Linked DNA regions of Rattus norvegicus: region 1 is linked to region 2. Evidence: chromatin contacts called from public Hi-C data. All regions are on one chromosome and are shown on one strand. The core of a region is the stretch at or near the end of the contact, and the rest is flanking DNA. Distances in the headings are between cores, read along the strand shown. Region 1 has its middle 20 kb from the start of Krt78. Region 2 has its middle 29 kb from the start of Krt80.

Region 1 (6,261 bases), core at 3,482-5,981, 650 kb after region 2:
GGAGTGGCATTGAGAAGGGGGACCTGGCTGAGTAGGTTGTTGGGGAAGAAAGAACAGGGCCCAGAAAATGGAGGATGCTGGAGACCTTAATGGTGTTAAGGACCAAAGATGGACTCCTCACTGAGGCCAAGGTAGAACAGAGTTCATTATGATGGGGGCTGAGATCCCCGCCCATCCGAGTGTAAGGAAAAAGCAATGCCAAAATCCACCAGGTCCTTCTCCCTCCCTGGAATGCCACCTACAGCCCCTGGGACTCCTGAAGACAAGTCTGATAAGTTAGATAGGACAATTCCAAACCCCACACCCCACCACAAACACAAAGAATAAGGTACAACTGACCCAGCAAAGGGATAGAAGTTGAACAGGTGACCACCGTTGTGAGAGACTAAGTCAGCAAGCAGTGGGGCAGAGGACCCAAGTAGACTAAAGCTGGCACCCCTTGCAACATCGTTCTCCCCTTCCTGCGGCATTTTGGGGGTGCTCGGTATTTCTGCCCCGGAGAGCAAAGCCTCATTCCTACTCTCTCGGGAAGACCCTACTGGAAGAGAAGGGTTGCTTGCTGGATTAGTCCCAAACTCACTTGCCATCAGATTTGTAGAGAGAGAAAGGGGAGAAAACAAAAACATTCACAGGAGCCATCTGTAAAATGAGGACGATAGCCCCTGCCTGGGTTATAGTGGCAATTAAGGAGGGTAACGAAGCATTTAGCACATGTCTACACAGTCAGGAAAGAATCAGGCGCTTCTATCCTCACCTAGGGCTAGGAAAAGGCTGCCTGCCTGGGCCCAGACTGGCGGGTGCTACCCAGGGCGGTCCAGCGATGCTCGTTTGCATGTCATTTGCATGTACTCTTTCTAGCCACCGATTTGTCACTCTTGTCACTTCAGAGTCTCTAAGTCACAAGCTCTCTCCGTCCCTGCTTCATGCCCTGTCCTGAGCTCCTGATTGCTGGAGGACCCCGGAGGAAAGAAAGAGTTCAAATTGGGGGACAGAGGGTCGCAGATGCGACCCAGAGTCTGAAGAAGCAATGAGCGTCCGCTATCTGTGGAAACCTGGCTTAGGGCGACCCCTACAGGGCAATCCCAGAATGCAGGAAGACTGAGAAATAAAGAACCTGGCTCCTCCTCTCTCCCCACTCAAGGGTTGCTCGTGGCGGCTATTCGCCTCCCAGTGGCTCTAACGCTGCCTAGCACCGAGGATCTCCCGGATCCGGAGTCAGCCCAGAAAGTTACATTTCACCCCTCCACTAAATAACCAAGACCAAGTGAGTCAGTGTGGTCTTCCCAAAAGGCAATGCAAGAGTATTTGGGAGCATTGGGCTCTAAGAACCTTTATTAAATATTCTAACATGGGTGTTAGAGCCCACCTTAGGCTCCTGTGGCCACCCGGCAGTCCAGAGCGGAAGGAATTGTGGCCACACTTTGGGAAGAGTTTAGAGAGCAGAGAAGAGAGTAGGTGATTCGGAGAGAGATCCTCACACCACAGTACACGGTAGCCCTACTAAGTTCTCTCCAGTGAGGCCCACTCCACATGGGGATGAAGCCCGAGAGCTGGACAGAATCCCAACCAGGGGAAGATTTCCTCATAGGCGCACATCTCTTGGGAGAGTTCGGGGCGGGAGGGGGGTGCGTGTGACCTAGGAAGACACCATCTTCTTTCCCACCTAAAGTCAGTTTCTGCCTGTCTAGTTCACCTGGGAGGGGACGAGCTAGGGAAATGCAGCCACAGCAACATTGGACTAGGAGGGGAAACGCTAAAAATGCTCTGAGCCTGCACTTGGCTCATGGACAGACACAAAGGATCTTGCCTTTGCCGTGGGCTCCTCCACCTCAGTGAGCTCCCGTGTGTGAATGGGGCCACTGGAGAGGGCAGGGCAGAAGGGTGTGTGTGTGAACAAGTGAAGTCATTCTCTCTGGGTGGTTCCTTTTAATTAGCACTCTGAAAATCTCCCAGCCAGCAAAATTGAGTCTTGCCAACAGGGGAGCCCCACCCTTCTGGCTCATCCAAGCCTTTGGGGCAAAGTGGGGGGGACAGAAAATCTAAAGGCAAAAAAGAAGGGGGCTTGCTTAGGGTCCAAATACTGGAGGGGGCCTTCTTAGCTCCCCAGGGGCCCTTTGGTAGGACAGGACAGGGGTCCACAGGCTGGCAGAGCTTGGCTGAGAAGCAAAAGAGCAAAGTCGAATGTTCTCCAAGTCCCAGAACCTCTGGGAGTCCAGACCCTGACCAGTGTCCAGCCAGCCCTGGAGGTTGCTCTATAGATAAAACATCAAGGACCAGGCGTGAGAATGGCGTCTGCACTCCACCTGGCCCTTTCACCTTTATTCAGCTTTCTAATCAAAAGTTCACCTGGCCCCTTTTGTGGTCAACCTTCAGAACCAGCCCATAGGGCTAGAAGCCACAGAGTGCTCCATAAAGGGGGCAGAATGATTACTGTCCCCTTCTTCAAGGCCCCTGGCCATGCAGACTAGGCATTCCTTTGCTCTGTCCCCTCTCCCTCAGAACCCTTTTCTAGGTGACTCTTAGCAAACCTCTTAGGACCTGTGTCCCCTGACACTTGATATTATCACTGTATCTGACATTCATTTCTTAGTAGGTGCAGAAGTCAAGGCCAGAGTCCTTCTGGATCTCATCTCCCGTGCCAGACCCGAGCAAAGTCAGACCACAGGGGACACAGATCTGTTCACGGGAAAATGGCCGGGGACTGGGAAGGAACAGACACATGCTAGCGTTCAGGACTTTACTAATCACAAGGACCAGAGCCCTGCTCTTAATCCCAGCCGATTCCCAAAGAGTCTCTGTGTGACACACACACACACACACATACACACACACACACACACACACCCGTGAGTCTCTTCCTCACAAGGCCAGGCTGTGAGGTAGGGGCCAGCAGTGAGGTGGGGGCCATTCTGCCAGACTCTGGTGCCCATTGCAGGGCGGGGGTGGGTATGAGAGCAATGGGGAAATACTAAATGGAAGACTAGGCCAATGTGGCCTAAGTTCATCAGGAGAGAGGCGCTAATCCAGGCCCAGACTCGGGGCTTCCTCCTAGCTCTCTCTGACTCTCAAGTTTCTGCAGCCCCACAGGCAGGGACTACAAGGCAAAATGGAGAGAGGCTACCTGGGAACTGTGCAGGGACTGAAGTCCTTTCTGTTCCCTTCCAGCTGAAGAGGGCTAAGCAGCCAAGTCCTCAGAGCTGAACCCTCAGCCCAGAGGACTGTCAGGGAAAGAATACTTCTGCAGACCCCAAACCTACCCAGAAAGCTGTCAAGCCCTGCTAGCAGGTACACACAGGGGGAAGGGTGGAAGGGGGGAGATAGCCTAGGGCTCAGTTGTCGCAAGAGGGTGTGGAGTGCTTTTAGGCAACAGTGGAGAAAGGATGGGGTGACTTGCTCTGGGGACAGAGGAGGGCGTGTCAGAAAAAAAACTGAAGGCGTCCTGACCCTGGGGCTGAGTGGGAGCTGGGGCAGATCAGGCACCGCCCAGACGCTGAGGCCTCCTGCCCCCGCCCAGCTGGCTGCTGGTTCCCATCACACCCTGGGCAGTAAAACTTGATTTTATGATTGCTGTGGGGGTTGCTGCTTTCCTGGTTTGGGGGTGGGGGTGGGGGGTTAGTTGTGTCTGCAGATCTGTGCAGATGTGTCTGTAACGATGTGTATCTGAGCGTGTGTGCGTGTCTGAGGTTCTCAGTGGGGGGGGGTGTTTGTGTTTGTGGGGCTGTATCTGTGTGAGAGAGAGTCATACCTAACATTTCTTGAAGATTTGCCAATTACCAGACACTTTCTTTACCTTCATAGGAATCTACAGGAAAAAGAGAAAGGTCTTCTGTCTCTCCCTGTGTTATGGGCCTCCTGTACTTGTATAGAGCATATGACAATAGGGGCCTGCCGTCTGCACTTGCCTGGGACTCTGTGCTGATGAGCCTGTGTGTGTGTATCAGTGTAGGCCAGAGAAGGCTGGCCAACATCTGGGGTCACTAGAGTTCTAGGAACATAAACTTCTTGGTACAGTGTCTATTTTCTGAAGCAGAAAGTAGTCGGTGGTGTGGCTGTCTGGGGACAGAAAACTTTAGCCAAGGAGACTATGCCAGGGTTCAACCAGCACAGTCTGGGAAACAAGGGAGTCTGTCCCCTTTGAGAAGGTAATGAGTACCCCAATGTCACTACCCGGAAAGGATCCAGAGGGGTGCTGTGAGGACTCTGACACCCCCCCCCCCATTCAGGTCAGGATCTCCTGGGGAAGCAGGCCTTAACCAGAGGGTGTCTCGAGCACAGTAAGGACTCAGAGCCCCCAAGTGGGACAGGGCCTCCTGGGGACGTGAGGTTGCACTAATCAGTGATGTTGTGGACACCTAAGAACCCAGAGCCCCCATGTGGTGCAGGGCCTCCTGGAGACTTGGAGTAGCCCTCACCAGCGGGGTTTGTAGCAGAAAGGACTACAGAAGCAGCTCTCCGCTCAACTCCCTAGCCCCACGCTGCTCCCTGCAGCCGCCCCAGGAAGGCAGAGTCCTGCAAGATCTGCAGGTCCCCAGGGTCGGGGGTCTGTCGAGGGGCTCAGGAGCTGGGAACCAGAGACCGCATGCCGCGGAGGGGCGTGGCGGAGCGGGCCGGGTGGCAGTCACCCATTGGCTGTGCCCGAGCGCTCCCACGGCCGCCGGGGCCGGGCGGCGCCACTGCGCCGATCCGGATGACTCACCCGCCGCCGCACCCCGCTCTGGCCCTATGCCCGGCATATTCCCACTCCGGCCCGCCCGCTAAGCCGAGCCAGCCTGAGTCAGCAGGGAGCCGCCCAAGGGTGGTGGGGGTGGCGAGTCCGAACCTCTGGGGGAAGGGGAGAGTTTAACCTACCCTTGAGAGGGGTAAAGGGTTTCAGTGGCTCTGGGGAGTGGGGAAAGGGGCTTCAGTTACTTTGAAATGGGTGGGCTTGTACCGTAGGTATTCGGTCTGCCCCCTTGAGGTTTGCAGGCCCGGGCTGGCTTTCTGGAGTCTACAGATGGTTCCTTTGTGGCCGCTCCATGGCCTCAGTTTTCAGATTCACTTTGCACTCTCTACCATAACACCGACTTTCTGCCTACTTCGGAGGAATTCTCTGAGGAATTCTGCTTTGACTCTACCTCCCTCCGGGTTGCCAGGGCGCTTGTAGGTCACGCCAGATTGTATACCATAACCTAGAGTCAAGGTGTCCGTTCCAGTCTCATGGCCAGCCAGTCCTGCAAGACTCCAAAACATCTTGATGTAATCTCAAAGCACAACAACAGGGGATCACTTAAGAAGGAAAAGGACTCACAACTGCCCTGGGTACTCGGCACCAAACCCCGTGGTACATTTCAAACATCCTATCTTCCCACTGGAATGAGAACCAGGCCCACTTCACAAACTCAGCTGGAGAAGGTGGCCGTCCCAGGCCACACGAAACAAGAGAAGGAGAAGTCTAGTTTTAACCCAGGACCACAAAGCTCTATAGCACAACTCCTTCACTGCCTTGGCTGCACAGGTTCCTAGCTAGTGGTCATCTGAAGCCAGCCCATCACACTACAGCAAGCTTGGGGACACCACTCTCAGCCTTACCCTGGTTTTCCATGCCCAGGGAGGATGGAGGGAATGGAGTAGGGGACAGAAAGAAGCCCCCTCCAGCTTATGCGGTCTTTGGAGGAGATGACAGGATGTGCCCAATCTCCAGCTAGGGAGGACATATCAACTCAGCTCAGCCTATACACACACACACACACACACACACACACACACACACACACACACACACATCAGTGTCTAGAGGCCGTGTGGAAGTACATATGCACATGCATGTTCCACATGACACACAAAGGTTTTAAGAGCTGTTAGGTTCTGGACTAAGATACAAAGGGAAACCCTGATGGGAGGCAGGGACCAAGCAGAAGGGGGAGGTCGGTGGGAAAAGCGCTTGCCGAGCAAAGAACCTGAGTTCAGATCCCCAGAGCACAAATAAAAACTGGCTGTAGCAAGAGTATGTAGGGGAAGTGGAGACAAACAGCTCCCTGGAGCCCCCTGACAGCCCACCTAGCATGATTAGCAAGACCATGTTCACTGAGAAGCCTCAAAAAAAAAAAAAAAAAAAAGAGGTGGAAAGCCAGTAAAATGCCCCCTGCAAGGTTTAAGGTCCAGAGTTTAGATCCTCAGAACCTACATTAAAAAAGAAAAGAGGACAGTCTTGGTGGACTATGTTAAGCCCAGCTCCATCAGTCCCCAGGAAGGATCCCTCCAGGCTGTGGGAAGCGGAGATCG
Region 2 (6,601 bases), core at 2,497-4,996:
TGTGATCGAGATTTGGTAAGGCCCAGGGCTGAGGTGCTGGCTGAACGTTTATAAAGTTCTCTTTGTTCATAGAGAGTTTGGCTCTGTTTATCTGAGAGGTGTTGGAGGGTCTAGGGCCAGGACCCGAAGGGCCTGTGGAGAAAACCTGTCAGGGTTGTGAGTGTGTGTGTGTGTGTGTGTGTGTGCGCGCAGGGTGGCCTGATCAGTGTGTTTGAAGTGGGTGAGGGTCAGGGATCAGTACTGGTAGCCTCCTGGGCAAAAGGTTTCCCTAAGTTGAGACACAGTGGCTGGTGGGTAGGGACCGGTGAAAGTGGAGACCAAGAGTCTTAGCAGGTAAGAGGTCAAGGAATGTTTCTGTAAGCCCCAGGCTTCATCCTCCTCACCTCCTGCCCAGCAGGAACTGTCTAATGAATGATTGATGAGGGTGGTGGAACGGGGGTAGGGGGGAAGCCCCGTGGGGCTGGGGTACAGGTAGCAACCCCCTCCTTGTATTGAGACTTTCAGGCCTGTAGCAGCCTGCAGCAGCCTGGTAAGGGAGGTTCCATCTCAGCTTTGGGAAGCTCCTTCCTTGTCCAGGGCGCGGTGCCCTGGAATGCTATGCTCAGATGTGGCGGCACCGCCCGCGTCGCGTCCAGTCCCATCTTGTCCAGTCTGGGCCGCCCTGAGCAGCCTCCCTGCCCGGGCACGCGGGCTGCAGGCGGATACCAGGTGTCTGCAGGAATAGAAGCTGCCAGCCCCGCCCCGGGATCCGCCCTCTGCCCTGCCTCCACGGGGGTACCTGGGGCTCTGTCAGGGTCGCGAGCTCACTGCTTGAGTTGGTGGCTTCTCTATGGGAAGGAATCCAGGCGGCATGAGCCACACCTAGCTTAACTACTTCAGAGGTTTCTCACATGCCCGGCCTCAGTTTTCTCCTGTTAGGAGAAGGTCCTAGCTGCGGTTGTGCTAATCAGGAGAAAAAGCTTGTCTGTGTTTAGGTCTCTGCTAAGCGCCTTACAAAGGGTCCTTTCTTAGTGTCTTAATCCTCCTTCCTTCCTTCCGTGGGCTGTGGTTCTTAGGCTGGGGAGGGGGGAGGATTGGGGGGGGGTACGGAACCGGGACTGTATTGAAACAGAAACCTTGGTCTGAGCTGGCCTGACCTCTCCTATCTGGTGGCTCTAAAAGGAAGCTGGGGGCAGGCTAGATGGCCAAGGAATGCTCACCCAGCCCTTGCTTTCTTTGCTTTGGCCCTGCAGGGCCTAGCCAGAGTGGCTATACGCAGGCACACACCAGGCTTTTGGAGGTAGAGGCTCAAACTAAAGAGCAGTCTCAGCACAACTTGACAGCTGGGGTAAACTGAGGCTGGAGTTCCTCGGGTTAGGGGCCTGAACAAGATCCTGGGTCAGTACTCTTTCCTATCTCTGTCTCACACTGGTAGGCAGGTGTAATGTTTTCAGGGCCATCGTTACCTGGCTGTGACAACTCTCTTCCTGATCCACCAGCCTGATAGGAAGCTCTAGAAGGGGCTCTGTTATTTCAGGCTGGCCCTGGGGAAGGCTCCCTACAGCCACTCCTCGTAGCAGAGGGAGTTTCATGGGTTTAGGGTACATGGTCCCTTTCCCTGTCTCTCTCCCATCTCACCATCAGCTGGGCAGTGTACCTGAGAAAACTCAGAGGGAGAGGTCTACCCTTGTCTGCTAGTGGGGGTTGGTCAGAGGTCCTCCTGCTGGCCAGTGGGCTGTGTAGTGTAGAGCCAGGCCCTTTCTCTGCCTGGCCTTCAGATGAGCAGACAGGATACACTCATGGTTCTGGGATGTCACCTTGTGAGGGAGGTCTGTGCCCCAAAGTTAAGGTGTCCATTTATAGAGGGAGATGGCCCAACAAGGATGGTACTGGCTATCTTGTGGTCTGTTTACTTCAGTGGACAGATGAAGGGGTGCTGGGCACGAAATCTGCTAGGTGCACCATTTCCTGGCACTGCCTGTCAGATCCTAAGGAGAGAGTCTCGGATAAGTTATTTGGGGCCTGTGTGTTGGGAGAGTTGTGGCTGAGATCTAAAGCCTCCAGGGGTGGCCTTGAAGCCTCATAGACCTTATGGCTGGCTTGATGGCTCTGAGGCTTTGAGTTAGTACATGAACCATGGTCCTTTTCCTCTGACATAGGCCATAGGGTGTGGGGAGGACATGGTGGGGTCAGACTCCAGAGCTTTGCCTTGCCAGAGCCATGGTCTTAGCACATGCAGCTTATGCAAACAGGGAGTGGGGGAGCAGGCTATAGAGCCCCCAGGAGAACCCTAGGCTCTCCACGTCTCAGGCCAGAGCCTCAAAGTATCAAAGCAAAGCCTTAGTGGCCTAGAGGTTAAGTGATCCCTAAGCTGTCTAGTTTGCACCCCATGTCTGTAACCAAGAGGAAGTGGAAGCAGCAGGAATGCCGGAATCCAGCCAGGCCATGTCCCAACAGGTCTGGGAGGGTTGGGCTTCATGGGCTCTGAGCACAGCGGTAGCTAAGCAGCCTCAATAAACAGTACAAACACACAAGTGCCCCCAAGTGTGTGCGTGCTCCTGGTCACATGTGTGCCTGGGCTGAGGCCACAGTGTTTCACATCATAGATAGGCACCATGTCCCTTTCCAATCTGGTCCCACAGAGGCCTGGGATGTGTTCTGTCAGCCACCAAACACTTGCTCCATACCTGGTGAGCCACACACACATTATCCCCTTTAGACCCTATCTCCCTGGATGCAGGTACCCTTAGTACCCATTCTCACAGGAGGGGAAACTGAGGCTCTGAAAGTTGTACAACCCCAAGGGCAAGGGCAAAACCAGGCTTCAAACTGAGCTCCATCTCACCATGGAATCATCTCAGCACTTTTGGGGTGTGTGCATGTGAGTAGTCCTGGTCAGGACATGTGCACACATTTGCAGAGATGGGTGCTTTGCTGGCAATCTGTGTCTGTAGGATGCCTCCACTAAAACATGTATGCTTACATCATTCATAGAACCCATATGTGTGTGCTTGCATATGCGTGTGTATACACGTGTAAGAACACGTGTGCAATGCATACCTGTGTTCACTAGTGCAAGTGTGTGATATGTATGTACAGTGCCATGTGGTTCTCTCAAAATGCTGACCTCCCGGGGTTGGGGATTTGGCTCAGTGGTAAAGCGCTTGCCTAGCAAGCGCAAGGCCCTGGGTTCGATCCCCAGCTCCGAAAAAAAAAATGCTGACCTCCTGTCAGCCCACGTGTCTTCTCTCCTTGGCTTGGGACACAAGTGGAATATGTTAATGTTTCATGTCGGGCTACCAGACTGGCACCACATGGGTGTGTGGTGGCCTTGTAGATGGCACAGGAGCTTTTGGGAGTCCACAGCTTGGTGGGAATGGGGTTGGGCCAGAAAGGGCAGATGTGTAGAAGAAAGGGAATTCTCAGCCTCCAACCAGGGACAGAAATCCATAAGAGACTCCATTATGGAGCTCCAAACCTGTACCCTTTACCCCTCTCTCTCTCTCAGGATTCAGCCTCAGAACCTCAGACGATTCTCTGTGATGCTGCAGGGGGTCCAGGGTCAGGGCACCTGTGGGCTCTCTCAGCACAGATCTCTGCCAGACAATCCCCCTTGGTACTGGGAGGAGAGAAGGGAGAGGGGGACCCCAAATGGTGCTAATCCTCCTCTGTGGCTCACAGAACAAGGGCAGAAGGGTGTTGTCCTAGTCCCTAGACAGCAGGAATGCACTCTTGCTCACTGTGCTGGTGCAGATGGGGTGATGAGCAGCAGGGGGCGCTCGGAGCTTGCAGATTGTAGATACAGCCTCACAGGCAGGCAGGGGAAAGGAGGGTAGGACTGTGTGTGTGTGTGTGTGAGAGACAGAGAGACAGAGAGACAGAGAGACAGATATAGAGGGACATAGATGTGTGTGTGTGTGAGAGAGAGACAGAGACTGAGAGACAGATATAGAGGGACACAGATGTGTGTGTGTGTGAGAGAGAGACAGAGACAGAGAGAAAGACAGAGACAGAAAGACAGAGACAGAGACAGAAAGACAGAGAGAGACAGAGACAGAAAGACAGAGGCAGAGGGAAACAGATGTGTGTATGCATGTGTGTGTGTGTGTGTGTGTGAGAGAGAGAGAGACAGAGAGAGACAGAGAGAGACAGAGAGACAGAGAGCAAGGTAGAGAGAGACAGACAGAGACAGAGAGAGACAGAGGGAAACAGACAGATGTGTGTGCATGTATGTGAATATGTGTGTGTGTGTGTGTGTGTGTGTGTGTGTGAGAGAGAGAGAGAGAGAGAGAGAGAGAGAGAGAGATTGGGGTGTCCATACCCTGGCTCTGTTTGCTTTCCTTTGGACCAAAATTGAGTGGCTATTGTGACGGCCACCAGATTGAGATATCATAGCAGACACCCTGAAAGCTTAAAAAAATGGAAGCAAGCCAGCAGAGGAGGGCGATCTTTTATGTCTAAGTGGAGGCTCTGGCAGGGGACCTGGAGACATTTCTCACATTCTCTCCACCCCTCCCCCTGCAGGTCCAGAGTCAGACACCTCGTCAGAATGCCATCCAGCCTTCGATATTCAGCTGCCCCAGATGGAGGGAGGAGATTGTGCTCTCTCTAGTCCCATGACCTCAAGTCCAAGTAGCACCACGGTTTTCCCTGCTCAATCCTGCCTCCTTCAGTTCTGGGGTGACTTTCTGTGCTTTCTAATCCTAGGAAGTGACAGGCAGTCCCCCTTCACCTCTGTGTCTTAGTGAACTCCCCATCAGCCCTCTGTGGGAAATCCCAAGTGTGGTTCTCCTTTAAAATATTTTTACCAGCACATATTAATCATACCCAACAATGGGTTTCATTACGTTTTCACACGTGCATTGATTTTGATCATAATAATTTTCTTCTCAGGTAGCTCCCTTCCACTTTCAGATCCCCTCCCCCTTTTCTGAGACAGGGTCTTACTGTGTAGCCTCGGTTGGCCTAGAACTTTCTATCTAGACCAGGTTGGCCTCAACACAAAGACTGCCTCTGCCTCCCTAGTGCTGAAATCGAGGGCGTGTGCTGCCACATCCAGGTTTATGACAGGATCTCCAGGGGCCCAAACCTATGCTGACTCTGTGCAGGCAGTCACAGCCGGTGTGAATTCGTGAGTACAGCAGCCACATCGCGCCAAGAAGTCAGCCCTCACCCAATTCCCCATTTTCCCTAGGCCCTTACATTGTTTCTACTCTTCCTTTTCTCCAAGATGTTTCTTGAGTCTTGGAAGGGATGACACAGACGTCCCATTTATGGATGAGTGTCTGATGATCATTTCTTGTCTCTGTTTTCGACCAGGTATCAATCTATACAGCCACTGCTGATCACTAGAGTCGACAGGAGCAGTATTCTATGGACACAGAAGGCTCTTCTTGACCACATCATGCCTATTTAGCAAGCCAACAGCAATAGTTTCCCCCACTAGGGTCTATGATCTCTTCGGCCACGGGCTTCTGACTGAGTTCGCAGTATCAGATGTCAATTCTCTCTGGTGGCGTGGGCCTCAGATCCGATCTAGCACGGTTCCTTATTTTGTCTGGATACCAACCAAAGCACAAGAAAGGGATCAGAAGGCTGTGCAGGCTATGCTGCTGCGTGCTGGGTGCACAACCCAGAGATGAACAGGGGACAGTGGAGTCTCAGAGGGGGATGGTACCTGGACAGGCGTGTCTATGGGGAGACGATGTTACTCCAGACTTGACCCTTAGGAAACAGATAGGCAGGGGAAGGGTTTCAGGTGAGTCACCACTGTAGCCACTGTAAGGTCTGGGCGTTGTGGCAGCCATTCAGTGGATGGTGTTGGGGAGGAAGCAGCGCAGGGAGGAGAGGGGCGTCGGTCCTAAGAGACTCTCAGAACTGAGGTCTAAAGTTGGAGCCACGTATATGTAGTTCTGAGGCTGGCATTTAGCTCTTCCAAGCTCATCCCTAGCTGCTTTCTTTCTGCCTTTCCTGGAGGCTCCAGAGACATGCTGGTTTTGCCTCTGCCAGGAGAGGGCAGTGGTGGCTGCTACTCTGGTTGTCTGGGCGGGTAAACCTTTTTCCACTGGAGAGCAAGGGTGACTGCTTGAGAGAGAAGGGGCCATTTCTCTGACCCTCGCTTTCTCTAACTATATCTCCAAGAATGAACAGGTAGGCTTAATCGCTCCGACGGACAGGCTCCTGAGGCCTGATAGAAAGCCCATCTCACCTCCACTGGGGATTCGGAAAGCCGGTTAAGGCTTGTGGTGGCTGTTAGCAGCATTATTAAGCAACCGTTCTGTGCCAGGCACCGTACTGGATTCTTTTCTCATGCGTCATCTTAAAAAAAAAAAAAGAGAAGAAGATTTATTTTTATTTTATGCATGTGGGCGTCTTGACCGCGTGCGCGTCTGTGCGTCACGGAAGCCAGAAGGAAGAGCGTTTCACGTTTCCCTAGACCTGGAGTTAGAGATAGTTGTGAGCGGCTCCTCGTGGGCGGCTCCAACTTGGGTAGGAATCCAACCTGGTTCCTCTGCTAAGAGCAGCGGCGAGCGCTCTGGATCGCTGCACCATCTCTCCAGCCCTCGAGTCTCAGTTTTTAAAAGCCTTACAACAAACTATGCAAGTGTAATTCAGCTCTCGG

The links. A called contact is a pair of places that touch in the nucleus more often than the background predicts.
Region 1: a Hi-C map of the A7r5 cell line shows a contact between it and region 2, with 4 times the contacts expected there. The contact joins two enhancer-like sites. A contact is called at or near these places in 12 of 12 Hi-C or Micro-C datasets (the A7r5 cell line, the Rat2 cell line, Schwann cells and 7 more) and 1 of 1 datasets of contacts at active chromatin or transcription factors (oligodendrocytes).

What each region holds. Positions count from the first base shown.
Region 1 is chr7:134,977,905-134,984,165 of GRCr8, forward strand. No RefSeq gene overlaps it. Among named protein-coding and RNA genes, the nearest start is that of Krt78, 20 kb to the left of the region's middle. Within about 2 kb of position 4,732, at least 70 of the 93 cell types and tissues checked have an H3K27ac peak or open chromatin away from gene starts, as enhancers often do. A contact at or near this core is called in the A7r5 cell line, where this site is marked.
Region 2 is chr7:134,331,170-134,337,770 of GRCr8, forward strand. No RefSeq gene overlaps it. Among named protein-coding and RNA genes, the nearest start is that of Krt80, 29 kb to the right of the region's middle. Within about 2 kb of position 3,747, at least 3 of the 93 cell types and tissues checked have an H3K27ac peak or open chromatin away from gene starts, as enhancers often do. A contact at or near this core is called in the A7r5 cell line, where this site is marked.